Regions from separate parts of the Gossypium hirsutum genome. Here region 2 is linked to region 1. A link is a contact called in public Hi-C data. All regions are on one chromosome and are shown on one strand. Each heading gives the region's core, a stretch centred on a gene start, on an enhancer-like site or on the middle of the called end of the contact. The rest is flanking DNA. Distances are from core to core; before and after follow the strand shown. Region 1 holds the start of LOC107893668. Region 2 holds the start of LOC121212699 (protein GDAP2 homolog).

Region 1 (6,106 bases), core at 2,455-4,954:
CGGCCATGTCCCAAGCCACACGGGCATGTCCCAGGCCACACGGGCGTGTGCCCCTATCTTCAAGGAAAAATTTTCAAAGTTGCCAGTTTAGTCTCGAATCGATTCTAAAACATATATTGGGCCCCGTAGGCCCATATTAGGGACTTTATGATGAAGTTTGATGAATATTGATCTGGAATGTAAAGTTTATGACTCGGTTTTATATAAATGTCAATGTATAAGTCCGGTAATACCTCGTAGCCCTATTCCGGTGACGGCTTAGGCTTAGGGGGTGTTACACGCAGAGCTGTAAAATAAATAAAAGGGGGAAATTTAGTTGATAAAAAATAAAATAAACAAATATAAAACAAAATAATAATAGAATTATAATTCCAAAATAAAATTAAGGTAATTAAATCAAATTGGTAAATCAATATGTGAATGCTTAGCCTCAGCCTTAGCCTCAGCCTCGATACACTCTGACATTGAATCGATCCTTGAAAGTAGATTTTCCTTTCCAAACGATAAGTAGGTTAAAGCGATCAAGGACGCCCCAATTGCCAACTTTTCCTTGTGTAGTTGGTTCTAGTATGACCTGCAAATTAACATTTACTGATTACCTAACCACATAAAACGCGTCCGCAATTTAAGATCTCGGTAGCCTTGCGATCTAGAAAAGCCTAACTCGAATTAACAGTCTCAACTACGTGGGTTGTTTAAATTTGATCACTATCTCCCTTGGCGAAATCCAACTAGCTTTTTCCAATTGAACATGCCAATTTATTTGTGGGAATTCGAACTCGACAGACGACCGTCTCGATTTTCCAACTGTACACCAAATAACTCCAACCCAGCGTGCATTTTTTGAATTGAAATTGAATTAACTTTAAGGGACGATTGCGACTATCTCATATACCGGAGAGATAGTGAATACCATATTGAAAGGTTTTTAATGCGGGTTCATATCTCACGATTTTTTTGTTGAAATAATAATCGAGCTAAAGCTAAAAGGAAATTAGTTGAACATGAAATTAATCATACTCAATTGGGACTTAAAAGTGAATTTAAATGAAATGGTGATAGGTGAAAAGGAGAAAGTGCTTACAAAATAGTTAAACCAAAAATAAGAAAAATAAATGAAATGGCAAAATGGTTTGCCTAATTCTGCATACGAATGGAAAAAGGTGTGAGAAAATAAGTTATATTTTATTCAATCTCCAGTGTATTTTCCAAAGCCATCATATAAGGTATTTATATACATTTCATATGCTAATTTTAGCCTGATTTATCTAATAACCAACAACATAAAATCATACCTTATATCATATTTTATATTAGGTTTTTTTTTCTAATTCTAGCTTTTATAAAGTCAAATAGAAAATTTGATTAGCCATAAATTTCTCAAAAATTTCAATCCGCCCCCTTATATTGCTTGTGCGCCAATATAGCCTGATTTACTTGTTAACTCGAATTTTGATACTCTAACTTCGTACTTGATAAAATTAACTAAAAATTACAGACTCAGTAGCAAAAATTATCGAAATTGGATGTGTTAAATATACAAATTCAGCTTGTTACCACGGGTATTTAGAGAGGGAAAAAAGAAAAAATTATATATTTTTAATGGGTGCTGCTTGTCTGTCAAGCGACACACGTTAATTTTTTTTTAAATATTTTTAGGTGTCATCATTGTATGAGTCAGCACCAGTGATATTAAAAATATATATATTGTAGAAAGAGTAGTTTGAAGCTTTGGTCATTATTTTAGAAAATTTGGATTCGGCTACTAGGAAATCTAAACCATTGAAGTCAACGAGAATGAAGAAATCTCTTATTTGGTGTCGAAATTGGCATGAAAAGCCACTGTAAATGGCGACACTGGTCGTTATTAAGTACGGCGACTAGGGTTTTCAATTGAGAAGAATAAGGAAAAGAACAGAAGTAAAATAAAATAAAATAAAAACAAAAAGGGCAACTGAGTACACGAGAGAAAGATAAAGGATGAGAGAGAAAGAAAGATAGAGAGAGGAAAAGTCAAATATGAGAAAGGAAAGATATTAAATTCCCTTTTGATTCTCTATTTTCCATAAAATATTAAATTCACTTTCATATATCTATTTTTCATATTTGTTAATATCTTTCATTTCCCTCTCTCGTCTCTTTTTCTCTCATATCTTTCTCTCGTCCCTCTATTTTTCTCTCACATTTGTTTCTTTCTCACTCTCATCTCATCTAAGACTATTTTTTTGAAATAATATTTCATCCACTAATGGTACCACTAACAAGCCAATAAGACAAGAACCACTAACGAAGCAAGCATGATCACAAGCTTCCCCTTAATTTTTTTTAAATATATATTTTTTAAAAATTTATTGACTAGTGTTGCCTGACAGACTGGCGACACCCATTAATTTTTTTTCTTTCCCTGAATACTTATATTTTGACGGGTATTTTGAAAAATACAGACTGATATTACCTAACACAATGGTGACACTCAATTTTTTTTTTTAAATTGATGATTGAAGGCAATTTCACCGATGTGTCATGCGGCACCGAAGGACACTATAGAGAACAGATCATTTTTATAAATAATTAATTATTTTAAATTAGTTGAATAAAAAACTTATAAATATAAATATTATTTGTTTGGACTTAATTTATATCTCTCATAATACAAACTTTCTAAGTGATTTTACAATAGAAATTTACTTAAAAACATGAAATTTGGAACATTGCAATAAATATTTCTTTATTATTATAAATACTACTATAAACTCTTAATCATAGTACTGTAATTATCAAACATTGCAAACTCTATAAAAAAAATCAACAATAAATATATCCTATTTTAATAAATGTATATGGTCAACTCATGCATTGTTTAAGGTAAGAAAAACTAGTTAATATATATTATCATATCGATCTAAAATACTATCTATATTAATATATATTTAATAGTTTGAAGTAATTTACATAAAATAAATAGTTAAAAAAATTATTTTACTTTAAATTTTGATAGTTAAAATATTTCATATTATTACATAGTTATAAATTTTATTGAGATTATATGTTTTTTTTTGCAAATTACATTTTATTAACATATTTTAAATATACTTTATGTTAATTTTAAGCTAGCATTTAAGTTTAAAATTAATAATTAGATTGACAAAAAGACCTAATTGATATAATATTGATATTTTAAAAATTCAATTAAAATAGTTTGAAGTTTAAAATAATTTAAAATTTGAATAACAATTTAGAGATATTTAATATAATTAACCTTAATATAAAATGTAGTCTAATATAAAAAAATAGGATAAAATATTTTATCAATTCTTGTACTTTGATCAAATTCAATAACAAGCCCTCTTACTTTTTTGTTTTTAAAATTTCAATTCAGTCATTAACTTTGTTAGTATTTTTTGTCAAAATTTGTTGACATATTAGTTAAGTTGTGTTCATATGACGTGATATATGTATAGTTGATGAAAAATAAGCATATTAAATTGAAAATTTATGATGGAAACTATCAGCAGCAATAATGATTGGATTAGGATTCTTAAATTGAAAAAGTAGGGATTGAATTTTTAACTTTTAAAGTATAAGGACTAATATAATTTTTTTTAAAAGTACAGGGACTAACAACATATTTTAACCAAATATATATTCTATGGCTAATAAGGAGCGGGTTCATCATTCATACTCAATTTTGAAATTAGGATCAAAAGTCAAAATGGTTTTTTTTTTTGTGCGTGTGTGTTTAATTAACCCAATCCGGTCCTGTTAGACCGCTTTGTATAAAGAAACGCCCTCGAACCGTGTCGTCTCTTCCCCCTATCTCCTATTTGCCGCCTCTTTCTCGATCCCCAAATTAACCTGAAAATCAATCTCCGATTTTCTCCCAATTTCTTCCTCTAATTTATAAATCACGTAAATATCTTTTCGATTGTTGTTCTTACCTTTCGATCGATCTCTCTTTCTATCCCAGCTGTTGATTTTACGCGTAACTAGGGTTAGGGCTCTTCAATCTCTTAGATCCCTTCGATCGAGCTTTTTTTTTTCCCTCGATCTCTCATGGGTTTTGGGTTTTTCTTCGATACGTGTTGATTTCCCTCCTTGATTTGGTTTAATTTTGTCCGATTGTTCGCGATTCGTTTTCCTTTTAGGGCTTAGATTTGTTCGGTACTTTAGGGTTCGTTTTTATATGGAATTCTTAGAGGGTTTTGGTGTTTTACGCCGCGGTGTTACCTTTTAGAGGGGTTTCTTGTCGTGATTTTGTTGTTTCCTTGGCGAATTCGTATTTTAGGGTTAGGGTTTTCTTGTCAATTTAGGGCTTGCCCCGGTAGTCAAAATTAATTGGGGGAAAACGCTTCTTCCCGTAGTGAAATCAAATTTTGTGCATAATTAAGGGCTGCCCACATCTCAATTGAGGATTCTGAGGTATTAATTGATCCCTGGCTTTTTAGTGCCCTTTCTAGCAGACTAAAGCTTCAATTTAAGAAAATTTAAAGGTAATTGACTTTAATTATTTAAATTTACTCAAGTTTCTGTGTTTAATGTGTTAATTCTTGCTTTCATAAGTGACATTGTCAGTATTTTACCCCTTTCAGCTCACCAAAGTAAGATTAATTATTTTATAAGAGGTAGAATATCTTTGTTTTTAGTTATGCTTCTAGACAGAAATGGCACGTGCATTATAATTAATATTAATAGCACAGTTCTTCCCAGTAAGGTTATATCAAAATTTCTTGGTTAAATGAGTTCCGGCAAATGTTTATTGTTTAAGTTTCCTTGGACATAAACTTATTCTTGAAGTTGAAAGTGTTATGTTATTGTCTTACTATGTTCCCCTGTGCATTGGCTGTTATGTTGCTGACTTGCATCTCTATCTTTATTCTTTGTTAAAACTATTACTATTATACCTTCTGTTTATAATTAATTGTTTGTCACGCAGGTGGTAAATGGGATTTAAGCGGCCTTTTGATGATGAGGACCTGCAGGAACTTCCTTTCAAGAATCGAAGACAGTTTGGCTATGATAACAAGCTGACTCGGTTTGCTGATACTACTCCCCATGGTAATAGTCCTCAAAAGCCTCATATTTCATGTAAAGGGTGACTGTTATTGTTTTTATGTGAATGATTCATTTTCTGCTGTATAGTTTTAATATTGATTTGATCTTTTCTGTTTGATACAGTAGAAGTTGAGGGTGGGTTTCATAAACACCAGTGGTATGAAGAATTTAAAAGTGATGCTCTTAATGATGTTGCTCATTTGGTTGACGAGGATTTTGAGACTAGTGCTCCGTTATCTTTGGTCACTAGCACTTCTAGTGAGGAAGATATAAGCACTGGTGTAACAGCAATTTCACCTGTTTCATCTGAATATTTTGACTTCGATTTCCCCCGAAGAACATTTTCTCCTGTTGAGGATGACTATTATTTACTCTTGGATCGGTCTCCTCGAAAACAAGTTCCACTTGGGCCAAATCATCAAGCCAATGTTCCATCATGGGGTAGGCACATAAAGAATATTAAGTTTGCACAGAATGAAGCATCTAAAGCTGCAGATATTGACAATGAAGATAATAAGATGGGGACATGTATCATTCCATTGCCAGATTTAGATTTGTCTGCTAACAGCAGTGATAAAGTTGGTGCTGGAAGATTCGACTGTAGTTGCCTGGATAGGGGCTCTTTAAGATGTGTGCAACAGCATGTTACGGAGGCACGAAAACTACTACGAAAATCCCTTGGGCATGAAAAATTCGTGAAACTGGGGTTTTATAACATGGGAGAGGATGTAGCATATAAATGGAGTGAAGAAGATGAAGAGATCTTTCGTGAGGTTGTTTACACTAATCCTGTGTCATTGGGTAAGAAGTTTTGGAAGCACTTGTCTGTGGTTTTCCCATCACGATCTAAGAGAGAGCTTGTCAGCTATTATTTCAATGTCTTCATCCTTCAGAGGCGAGCTGTTCAGAACAGATCCAGTAGTCTGGACATCGACAGTGATGATGATGAGTTGTGTGGAAATCAACCGTCTTATAAAGTTCAAGCTTTAGAGGAAGATGAAGACTCTGCGATTGAGTCTCTTGCTGATATGGAAGATCAGGCAAACGATGATGA
Region 2 (6,428 bases), core at 904-3,403, 450 kb after region 1:
TTTAATAAAAGTTAAGATTTACTAAAACGATAATTTTTGGTCTACGAAAATCAGAAAATGAGTTCGGGAGTCGGTTACGCACGAGGAAGGATTAGCATCCTCGATACGCCCAAAATTGGTACCTAGTTGATTAATTAGTGTCTTAGTGTCGAAAATTTGAAAACTTGAAAGAATTTAAAATACGATCCCTCTTTGTAAAGAAAATGCTCAAATGTTAAAGACCTTCTCGTCTCACAATATAAAATGTCACATCCAGTAAGTTAGGACACGACATCTTGAATTTTCGAGAGTGAGCTTGCCTTTTATATAAAAATTCGTGTATTTCAAAAGGTTATTCAGTTAGTTAAGGTGAACGAGAAAAATCGAAACCCAGTAAGTTAGGGCACGTTTCCTCGAATTTCCGAACACCGAATATTGCCTTTACTTGCAAAAATCTTATTTCGAGGTAACAAAATGTCATACCTGGTAAGTTAGGGCACAACACCTCGTATCTTCGAGAATAAGCATTTTTCAAAACTCATGTCGCGATTTAAAAGAGTATTCCATTATTTAGGTTAAAGGAGAAAAATCGAAACCCAGTAAGTTAGGGCACGATTGTCTCGAATTACCAAATACGGAATATTGCTTTTATGAAAAAATTATTATTGGGTTGGATATAATGATAATAATAATATTAAAGTAAAGTAAATAATAATACTATATATAAAAATATATATATATGTATATAATAGAAATACACACTACTATATAATAATAATTAATATAGAAATACAAAAAGAAAATATAATAAAAATATTAAATTAAAGTAATAAAAAACAATACTATATATAAATATATATATACATAAAAATATACACTAATATATAATAATAGTAATAGCAAAAATAATAAAAATATGAATAATATTAATAATATATTAGAATACAAAAGTAAAGTAATAACAATAGGGGTGATAATGATAATAATAATACAAACAATAATACATATATATAATAATAGTAGTCAGAAATAAAAAATAATAGAAGTAACAATAATGATAGTAATAATATAAATAAATATGGAGAGGGTATATATAATATAATAATATAAATAATAATATAAATAATAGTAAAAATAATAAAATAAAAAAAATAAAACAAAGCTCTCAACTCTCTACCTCTTTCCCCATTCCGGTCATGGTCCGGTCAGTACCCAGGTGCCGGACCGGCGCAGTCCGCCGTCTTTGCCTCCGTCGCCGGCCACCGTGCGCGGTGGCCGGAATTTAAAAAATGTATTATTTTTTGTTTTCTTTTTATTTTTATATCTAAATATATGTATACTATTTTTGAAAGAAAAGAAAAAAAATGTTTATATGTACAAAAAAAAGTGAAAATAAAAAGGAAAAAAGAAATAAAAACCTTAACGCGTTTGAATCTTTTTTTCTTTAATACTCGCTTTTTTTATTTCAGATTTGCTTGCAAACCTTTTGCTTTTACATTCTTTTCTTTCTTTTTGTATAAAAAAAACCTTTCAAAAATACAATTCTTTCTTCCTCCCCCTTTTTTACAATGGACTTTTGGTTTTGCTTTTATAGCCATCTTACATACATTTCTTATCATTTTATGTCTCTTCTCCATTTGATGGTGTAGGTGCAAGTGGGAGGCAAGGTGGTGGAGTAGGTGCAAGTGGGAGGCAAGGTGGCTAGAGTTTTGTCTTTTTAAAAAAAAAAATAAGTTTAGGTTGTATTGGGCTAAGGTTTTTATTATTTGGGCTTAGTTTTGGATCTGATTTTGTAATTGGGTTTGTGAATTGAATAAAATTTAGGTTTGATTTTAATTTGTTGGGTCGGGTAAATTTGGGCATCTACAAGTTTAATAAAGACCATTAAAGTATCATTATGCGAAGCAAGATGCATGGAATCCATCTAAGAAACTAAATGGGGAGTCAGAGCAGTAATTAGGAGAAGTTTTAAAATTTTAAAAAATCAGTTATTAGTCATATTGCAGTAAATATAAATTTGAAAAGAAATTACAATAATATTATTGTATTTTTGAATCTTAAAAATTAAAATTAAAATATAGCAAAACCAGAGCGACTTGAAACATAATTTTATCTAAATTTTCTATTGCGAATCCAAAAAGTTAACTTTAGAGCACAGCAGTCAAAACTAACGCAAAGTTTTGTTTTTGTTTTTATTTTATTTTATTTTTAATTTTTTCAATCAAATCCCTTTCTGGCCAGAACGAGCACCGCTACCGCTAGCTCATTCACCCAGCAATAATAGTTGTGTTTTTCCACATTTAAATACATAAAATCAGAGCCCCTAATTCAATTAAACATCATTTTTCTTTCCCCAGTTTTTCAATTTCAGGTACCTTCTTTTTCTTCTTTTACAATATATCTCTTCAAATTTTATTTAGTTTTATACAAAAATTCCCAATCCGTAATTGGTTATTCCTTTTCAAGTTTAATTTGGTAGTTGTTGCTTGTTTTGTTGAAATTTATTTAAATTCCGGCGTAAGGGATGTGGTTTTTTGCTTGTTCCTTTATTTTCATAGCATCAAATATAGGAAATTCGATAATTGAGAATTTTTCGAATACCAGTTCTGGTGATTGATATATCAATAGGTTAAAAGGTGTTGGAATTTGTTTTGATGATCTTTGCTAAAGCTCTCGTTTTTGGTTAAAGTAAAGATATTATGCAATGATTTTCTGTTTGAATTACGGTTTCTTTTTAATGATGAATTACTTTTTTTTTTTTTTAATTGTTAACGTTTGAGTTCCTAAGGCACTAAGGGTTCATACTGTTAGGGGCTCTGATTGGGAGCTGTTACAATGTATCGACCTGTGGCTACAGCTGCAGCCACGGGTGGAGTCCCAACTGACAATGGGGACTATGTTGTGACTTTGGATCAAGTCCCACGGTGGAATGATGCAGAGATTAGGTCTTCCTTGGAGTATGAGAATGAAGATCCTTCATTTTCAAAATCCTTTTTATCCGACCCCTTAACCTCTCATGGGGAGGAGAGTGGAACTAATGGGTTGGCGTCGAGGTTTCCTGTCGATCATGAAATAAACTCAAAGATATACTTGTGGAGGGGCCAGCCGTGGAACCTTGAGGTTGATGCTGTTGTTAATTCTACAAATGAGGTAAACAGTAAGTTTTCCCTACTTATTTGATGCTTACGGATGCCAAGTATTTTGCTGAATCACATGAATTGCATAATCATTGGATATTAACAACTTAGAAATTTTCACTATTGCACGTATGTTACATGGTCAAGCCAATGTGGAAATGAAAATTATTAGAAAAGTCTATTAATAACATTGGAACTGTGGTAAATTGCTATATGAGGATAGAGTTGATTAACCAAATGATATAAAAATGAGCTACTTTCTAACATGGATGCACAAAATTGACCTGCATTTGCTTCACCACTTCATTCAAAATTTTAGAGCCGAGTGGAGTTTTTCCTTTTTTGTTCCACGCATGAGTACATTTAATTCGTCCTCTGTTTCTCTAAAAATGAGGAAATGTTGTGAATATTGTTGGATTTTTTAGTGGGTAAGTATGATCCTTAATGTTCTGATATAAGGAACTCAGTTAATGGTTTGATTCCATTAAGGATAAAGCTGCCTCGCCCAAGAATGATCATTAATTAAAGAAGTCAATGTTCTGATTTATTTTTTACATTCTTGGATGCAGAACATGGATGAAGTACACAGTAGCCAAGGTTTGCATGCAGCAGCTGGGCCTGGTCTTGCAGAAGAATGCGCGACGTTGGTATGCTAAATATTAATCGGGAAGATATGATGTTGGAACTGTTTCCATGGATGCATTTCATGATCTATTGCACCGCATTGATAGCTCTGTTCTAAGCTTTTCTATAGTTTATGACAAATCTTTATGATTCTATAGCAAGTTGCCTTGATTAATGTCAACCTGAAGCAAGAATGACTTAAAGGACCTTTTATGGACAGGGTGGCTGCAGAACAGGGATGGCCAAAGTTACTAATGCATATGATCTTCCTGCTAGGTGTGTATGTCCACATTCTTGTATAACATCAGACTGTAAAAATTTGATGGTTTTTCAAAGATAATATTGATACTTGCAACTGCTTCATTTCAATGATGTTCTTCAAGAAATTAGATTGACACTGCATTTTTGTTTATATTACGAAATGTACCACTTTCTTGTGTTAATGCTTAAACTGTTTGACATCCTTTTTTTACCCACTTTCTTTATCAATTACTGTAGAAGACAGAAATGTCCAGTATGTTGTCATCATTTTGTTTTGATCATGCACGGGCCAGTTTTGTGATCATGGTGCATAAGCTGTTGTTCATAGCTCCAATTTGAGCTGCAATGACTGAGTCCTGACATGCTTGTTATATATCTTTTTTAGAATTTGACTAAAACTGTTATAGGTTAGGTTTTAGTCATGACATCTTGTGTTGACTGAAAACCTGATGGTTTTATGTATCATATTGTTAGGAGAGTTATCCATACTGTTGGTCCCAAGTATGCAGTAAAGTATCATAGTGCTGCGGAGAATGCTCTGAGTCATTGTTATCGATCTTGCCTTGAACTTCTTATTGAAAATGGTCTTCGGAGGTTTGTATTTTACAGATGCTGTATTCTGTTTCTTGATTTCTTCATCTGTTGTTTTATGGGTAAGATACTTACTATTTTGATGTGTATCAATGCAGTATTGCTATGGGCTGTATATACACAGAGGCTAAAAACTACCCCCGTGAACCAGCTGCACATGTGGCTATAAGTGAGAAAATGTCCTAAATTCTTATAGCTCTTTGTCTGATTTTGTTGATATTTCGTGAAGTAATTTTCTGGATTTTCAAAGTTTTTGTTTTCTTAGTATCATGTTTTCCTATTTCTTCTCATTATGTGCTAATATTATTACAGAAAGTGATGAATAAAATTCGAAACTTTGAAATGGTTTTCTTATCAAATGAACGAGAAAAAGTAATATTGGAAGATGTTCTTGTTCCTTGAATATTTGAAATGGATTGGTGCCAGTTGTGCATAAAATTTTTTCAAGTTGACTCTTTCAATGAGTTATAGGAAATACAATGTATTGGGGCCATTTACTTTTGTATAACATCCATTGCGTTTAATTGACATGCATGCCATCCAAAATATTCATCCAAATGGATAATTTTTTACTAGGGATAAACTCTTTTAAAAAATATCTCTGTTTGGATTTACATGCCTTTGTTTCATATAATATGTTATTTAAACTGTTTTGGAGGTTGAATGTTTCTGGGTTCATACTTTTTCCTGTTCTTCAGGGACTGTTCGCCGATTGCTTGAAAAGCAGAAAGATAAAATAACTGCTGTTGTCTTTTGTACTAGCACATCGTCTGATACTGAGATCTATAAGAGGTATCATACTATTATTTTTCATTTTTACTACCTTGCAGAGATGGTTTTTTTGTTTGGGTAAATTGTTATAATTCCTTCATGTCTGGAGGAATTTGATAATTATTTTTCTTTTTGCTTATGCTTAAAATGTTATAAACCTGAGGTATCTTCTCATTTGATATTGTAAATTGTAGATTACTTCCACTTTACCTTCCTCGAGATAAGCATGAGGAGGCGGTGGCCATATCTAAGCTTCCTGCTGATGTTGGGGATGAAAATGGTGAGACTATCAATCATGAGCGTAAAATCAGAATAAAGCCATTGCCCAAAAAGGTCATCCCAAAGCCTTCCCAATCTCCAGCTGAAGTCCCTGCTAGTGATGTAGGTTTGGTACAAAGGTCAGTCCCTGTGCAGATATTGGAATATAGGTGTGTCCATATTTCAACCTTATGCATTTGTGGTTTAAGATGCTCTTTCTTCAACATTTTAATGATTAACATCTCTAAGAGACTAATTGTTTTTCAGTGTAACATATCAACAAATTGAATTCCATCCAAGCTGTTCCTTGTGATAGCAAGTTTAACTTACAAACGGAGTAGTTTCTATTCAATATTTTGGATTCCCCTTGGAGCATATTTCTTGTTGTGGGCAAGTGCTACTTGCGAGCCTAATTGTTCTTTAAGAAATTTGAAGTGTTTTTGTTTCTCTCTTAGCCACTCTCTGTTATATATATGCATGCATTTGCATCATGAACACTTCCAAAAGCTACACACCTTATGAAGGCTGGTTTTTGACTTGACTTTGCCAACCTTTTATGGATTATGCATTTGGATACATTAACCCATGTAAAGCTATATACCTCACTTAGGTTGGTTGGAAATCTGTTGGGTGGTCTAATCACTCTTCCCTTTCTAGAATGATGCAGTTCATTTTATTTGTTGCCACATATGGATGCTTGTACTTGTTACATTCTGTGATAAGACATGAGATTTGTTTTTTTCCCCATATTTGTGGATTTGATAGGTTTTGAGGAATATATTATTAAAGCAAGAAGTAAATCTTGTT

What was found. A called contact is a pair of places that touch in the nucleus more often than the background predicts.
Region 2: a contact with region 1 is called in a Hi-C map of leaf, with 2.4 times the contacts expected there. The contact joins the promoter of LOC121212699 here to the promoter of LOC107893668 in region 1. A contact is called at or near these places in 2 of 34 Hi-C or Micro-C datasets (both in leaf).

What each region holds. Positions count from the first base shown.
Region 1 is chrA13:32,192,526-32,198,631 of Gossypium_hirsutum_v2.1, forward strand. LOC107893668 reads left to right here and starts at 3,705. Exons shown (of 3, transcript XM_016818723.2): 1 at 3,705-4,490; 2 at 4,934-5,055; 3 at 5,179-6,106. The coding sequence starts at 4,941.
Region 2 is chrA13:32,643,304-32,649,731 of Gossypium_hirsutum_v2.1, forward strand. It overlaps LOC121212699 (protein GDAP2 homolog), which reads left to right and starts at 2,154. Exons shown (of 15, transcript XM_041086008.1): 1 at 2,154-2,350; 2 at 2,791-3,129; 3 at 3,686-3,763; 4 at 3,961-4,016; 5 at 4,476-4,595; 6 at 4,691-4,761; 7 at 5,291-5,384; 8 at 5,558-5,761. The coding sequence starts at 2,815.